Linked DNA regions of Triticum aestivum: region 2 is linked to region 1. A link is a contact called in public Hi-C data. All regions are on one chromosome and are shown on one strand. Each heading gives the region's core, a stretch centred on a gene start, on an enhancer-like site or on the middle of the called end of the contact. The rest is flanking DNA. Distances are from core to core; before and after follow the strand shown. Region 1 holds the start of LOC123113384. Region 2 holds the start of LOC123113385.

Evidence for each region. Hi-C and Micro-C count contacts between places; a contact is called where the count stands out from the background.
Region 2: a contact with region 1 is called in a Hi-C map of leaf, with 3 times the contacts expected there. The contact joins the promoter of LOC123113385 here to the promoter of LOC123113384 in region 1. A contact is called at or near these places in 3 of 5 Hi-C or Micro-C datasets (all in leaf) and 1 of 1 datasets of contacts at active chromatin or transcription factors (leaf).

Annotation. Positions count from the first base shown.
Region 1 is chr5B:581,530,034-581,532,784 of IWGSC CS RefSeq v2.1, reverse strand. It overlaps LOC123113384, which reads right to left and starts at 1,412. Exons shown (of 4, transcript XM_044534604.1): 1 at 1,063-1,412; 2 at 60-278. The coding sequence starts at 266.
Region 2 is chr5B:581,810,688-581,813,438 of IWGSC CS RefSeq v2.1, reverse strand. It overlaps LOC123113385, which reads right to left and starts at 1,340. Exons shown (of 5, transcript XM_044534606.1): 1 at 690-1,340.

The DNA of each region.
Region 1 (2,751 bases), core at 163-2,662:
CTGAAATCATCTAGGTGTTGTGTTGCTGCATCGACGTTTACGTAATTGAGGAAACAAACCTGCTGTCTAAACACAGCTTCATGCGCCAGCATTGTTCGCCTGAACATCTCTTTATCACATTCCGAATAACCGAACGCCTCGGGCGTCACGAAGCCATTTGACGTCTCCTCCTCGTATGGGAACCTCCAGCCATTCGCGCTTGCGTCGAGATCGCCCATGGCGCAATGCCCAAGATTGTAGCCCTCGACCTCCACCTTTGCACCCATCGCTGCTCCAATCTGTTCAACAGGACATTCAATCAAAGGTGAATTACATTATACATACATAAAGCAGCAGAAGAAGAAATGATAACGCTTTTGTCCAGAACCAGCGTCAGTTATGCGAAAAGACAAACACGCATTATTCACCGCTTTGACAAACAAAGAGCAGAAAAGGCGATGACTGATGAGCGACCAGCCCTTTTTTCCTGGTAGTATAAAGTGAGCAATGATGGTGGTCGCAGAGGATGACGAAAAGCTCGAGCCAACTGATCATGCAGATTTATTCGTTAGCAAGTGGTGATAATTTGGGGATAATTGGCAGATTTTAAGCAGATATTATCCCCAACAAACAAGGGAAATAAAGGAGATATTATTATCCCTGGCTGTTTGGACGTCAACTTGTAGGGAGAGGGGGGAAGAATAAAGCAGACGAGACAAGTCAACCCTCCACAGTCCCAGCCATGCCGATTCTACCAAATCCTAGTACTACCAAGAACCGATTCATTCAAGAGAAGTACTGTACGATTCATCAGCGGCAGCAGACGCGGATTAAGAAGAAAAAGACTATCATTAGTGGACAGATGTAATCGCTCAACCGCTCGACGCCGGCGTATCCGGCCGAAAATTTCAGACAAGAACCAAATCGAAAGGCAAACTCAATTGCGAGAACGGGGAGTTTTCTCCACAAGATTTCACCAAAACAGGCACGGGGAAAAACCATTAAAGACCCAGGAAATGGACGGCAAAGATGGCATCTTTCCTGCAACAAACAACCGAGCCGAAATTTAACTTGAGACTTTACCTCGGACTCAGAGATTCTTCCTGGCACCGAACCGCGGCAGATAGGAACCGGCGGCCCGCCGAACTACGAGCATGGGCCGGAGACGCGGGGAGCACGGCGGGCTCTGCTCCCACCCCCCAGACTCCCACCACGCAAGAACACAGGAGGAAGAAGCGGCGAGCAATGAAGGAATTCTCCGGCGGAGAGGGGGCGGATTCGACGGCGGAGACGCGAGGAACCGCGGCGTATCTGGGCGGGGCGGGGAGGGACCCGGATTCGATGGGCCAGGGAGGGAGGGAGGGAGGAGGACTGGGGGCGGGGGGAGAAGGGTCGGAACTGGTTCTTGTCTTGGGCGAACCCCCGGACCGAATGGCTGCGCTCTGCACTCCTCTCCTCTCCTCTTCTCCCCCGGCCTGATATATTTCCTTTTGGATGGATGGATCGGAATCGGACGGGCTTTGTTGGGTCCGGTCCGGTCCGGTCATGTGCGCGCTGCCATGCGGGCCCGGCCCCCTCGGGGTGGAATGGAACCACCTTCTTCTGCTCTCTAAACTAGCGCAAAGGACAGCAGATTTGTTGACATCTCGGTTGGTCTTTCTCTTTTATTCTCTCTCTCTCTCCTCGTGATGCCGCTTTCCTTCATCCCACCTAATCTCCCTCTCCCTCTCTCGCCCTGTCAAAAATATATATATCTTTCTCTCTCATCTCAGAAAAAAGATCTGTCCCTCTCCCTCTCACGCACTTGCAGTTGCAGTCCATGGGCTGAAATGATCCCCTTGTGGCAGAGGGCGATGTCTCTTTCGGAGATGCGATCTTGGTTGTTAAGTTATGGAGTGCTTGCTACTCCATTAAGCATTCATTAAGAATCCGGTCTCGTCTCTCTAAGATAAGATATGGATCGGGGCCGTGAGAGAGAGAGAGAGAGGGAGAGGGCGTCTGACAAAGCGGCCCGCCGCACCCCAGCATGCTTCAAGTACTACTAATATCAAGTTCAATACCGAAATTGCTTTGGTTTCCAAATTTATGGCACGGATCCTCGCAATTGGCCACACCACGGTGATTTCTACTACTCCCTCTGTTCATTTTTGTAAGTCGTTTCAGACAACACAAAATAGACTGTTTTGCACATTGTCTGAAATGTCTTCAAGATCTTATAAAAATGAACGGAGGGAGTACTATCTGAGTGAGTAACTATAGTGAATACCACTCACTGCCGGCATCTACTACTACGAACAATCCCGGGGAGGGAGGGAGGAATTGCTGTGGGCGCCCAAGGTGGTAGAGCGCGGTACGGCCTACGGTATTTTCACTCATTGATTTGTGCACATACTTCTGGGGGTACGTACATTGGTTGTTGTGCGAGCCGAGCCGAGCCGGCATCGGCATGGGCATCGGCATGGCCTTCCAACCAAATTGAATGTGGCCGTAGGTTGCAGGTGCAGGTGACCAAGTGCCAGATGACCGTCGCCGGCAACACAGCAGAGCAGAGTAGAGTAGACCGCTACTACTGTTGTTGACACGGTGCTGCTACTTGTACTAGGCCACCATAAAAGCAGAGCACGGGGATCGTCGGCACCATTTTTTTTACTCCTACCGTTACTGGTACTCCTACGTAGTACTCCCTCCGTCCGGGTTTATTAGGCCCCCCAACCAAATCGCAGGTACCAAGGCACCGTGATTAATTCCCTGGAAACAAGCGCTGTCCTTCGG
Region 2 (2,751 bases), core at 91-2,590, 280 kb before region 1:
GTCCACTTCGAAGTTTTATGTTTGGTTTCACCAAGGAAAATTCCAGTTTGTTCAGAAAGGGGAGAATTACGAAGTGTCTTGGAAATAGAAGATTAACCCATTTCCAACTCCAGTTTGGATGATAAGAACTGTAAATAAAGGCCAGAGATGGGCAAGCATACTTGAGCAAGCACGCACGGGGAAACTGAGGCAATCGCACGACGAACTGACAATGGTAGCTACAGGCACGGAGGTGGGAATAGAAGGGGAAGTGGATCTGGACGCCAAAGTCGAGCCAGACACCTGGAGTACAAAGAGGAAAGCGAAGAACGGATGGCGACGGACGGCAGGCGTCCGGATCTAGACAACAGGAGGAGGGCGGCAATGAGCAGGAGGCGGCGCCGGTGGCCGAGGCCGATGTGTCGCGTGGAGGGCGGCCGGATCTGGACGTCGGGCGGAGGCCAGGAGCGGACGAAGAGACAGTGACGGCGACGGCGACAGCGACAGGGGCGTCGGGCAGAGAGAAATTCGTCCGAAATCGGAGCTCCAATCCCCCCAGGTGCCCCCGGATTGGAGCTCCAACACGTCGGGAAAGCAAATCAACACCGCTCCTTTCGATTGTGCTAGCTCGATTCGACGATCCAGACAGCGCGCGAGCAGAATTAATTAATTGAACCAGACCAGCTAGTACAAAGAGAGGAAATTCTGACCTCAGGGATTCTTGGCGCTGCGCTGCAGCGGGTTGAGCCTGACGACCCGCAGCATTCGGCGGGCGAGCGTCGTGTCCGGCACCGCCGCCACGGCCATGCCCCAAGAAACCCCGCGCCGCCCAAGAACCCGCCCAACCCAACCCAACCAAGGCAGGATATTTATTTATCTATCTATATGTCCTAGAAAAAAGAGGCAAATCTCTCTGGCGGCGGCAGGGGGGGCGATCGGGGAGGAGGACGCTGGGAGCTCCGACGAATCCGGGACGGGTTCGGCCGGAACCGGATTTGCTGGGGCCGGGCCAGGGAGGGCGAGGAAGAGGGAGAGAAAGCGGTGGGTTCTCGTTCTCGTCCTCGTCCTCGTCCCCGAACGAACGAACGAACCACTTGTCTGCGGATGTAGGAGTATCTTGGTTTGCTCTCTCTCTGCTCCTCACTCCCCACTCTCTCTCTCTCTCTTCCCTTGCTCCTTTTGGGGGTTTTGGATTGGCGTCGTTTGGCCTGGCCTCTCTCTCTCCTCTCTCCTCTGGGGGGGGATGGGAATGGAACCACCTTGGACCCTCTTTCTAAACGAGCCGCAAGGACGGCAGATTTGTTGACATCTGATATTCTCTCTCCCTCTCCCTCTCCCCCCTGATGCTGATCCTCCCCATCACCCGCCCTGTCCCTCTCCCCCGGCTTTCTCTCTCATCAATCACCAACCCAGACATCTCCCCGTATTATTATACCATTCCCCCCCTCCCTCCCCTGCCAACGCATCGCCACCGGCTGCTGTCCCTCTCACGGTTCCGGTGTGGAACTGGACGACTCGTGGTACTACTACGTTTTTCTCTCTTTCCAATTCCGATTCCAAGTGTGCTGCTGTGCTATGCTATGCTATGCTATGATATGGTATAATTATTCCGGGGGATCGGATTTCCTATGGGACAGTTATCATGAGGACGATTGGTTTTTATGTAGTATTTCTCTCTCCTCGGTCCGGTTTGTTTAGAGTAATGGATGGGCTTTGTTTAGGGATTGGGACTTGGGGGAGAATCTGTCCACCCTTGGCTTTGCTTCCCGGTGGGGGAGAGAGAGAAAGTAACAGACACCAAGTGTTAAAAATACTCGAGGACAGTAGTAGTACCACCCAACCTCCTTTCCGAACCTTGCAAAACGGGCCATCTTTTTATCTATCCCTCCCCTCGTGATGCCTTCCATTTTATCTCCTGGGTGGACTCGCTACGTACACGCCGTCCGGAGCTTTACATGGGCCGGCCAGCCAGCCGAATGTACCAACGCGGTTGTTTTGGACTCCTTTCAACGAAGTACGTACTACAAGGAGTACTGTGGTGGCATGTACATGTGCTGCTGGTACTAGCAATGGTGGTTGGACATGTTGAATGTATTTGCATGCACTTATGGCTTAGGAACAGTGCGATGTGTTAATGTGTCACTGTATTTTTTATTTATTTTTATTATGTCGGTATGTTATCTTCTCATTGATTGTTTACCTTATGCTTGTCTCGCGTTCTCATTGTGTTAATCCTACTTTCATACACACAAAATTTGTCGCGCCGGTTTAGTGCAAGTACTTTGGATCCTATAGTGTCCGATTGCCCAATAATACTCCTCACTCGTTTAGTCAAATGTCGTAGTTAATGGATACCTAAACTGTACAACAAACTATCTATGTTGTGTCTCAAAAATAAATGACAGGTTGTTGGCGTGCCAACATGCGAATATCACGGGATTAGGAGTACGGAGCGATGGTTAGCTCCATGGACTTAGCGGCAGAGCGACATGGGACCACTTCACCTTCTTTATCATGTCACTCATCTTCATCACATCATCTATGCGCGGTGCTTTTCACTTAAAAAAAATCTATGCGTGGGGATTCTAGTGTCTGTTTGTGTGTTTTCTGCTCTTCGCGCTATTTGTTTCTTCTGTCTTCAGCATCCTGCGCTCGCCTATGACTTCGTCGTCATCTGTCGCTACTATTCCACAATCTTCGTCTTCTTACACATCTCACGTCACTAGCATCAAGACAAAGGTGACACAACTCCGGTCAGGCGTACATACAAAG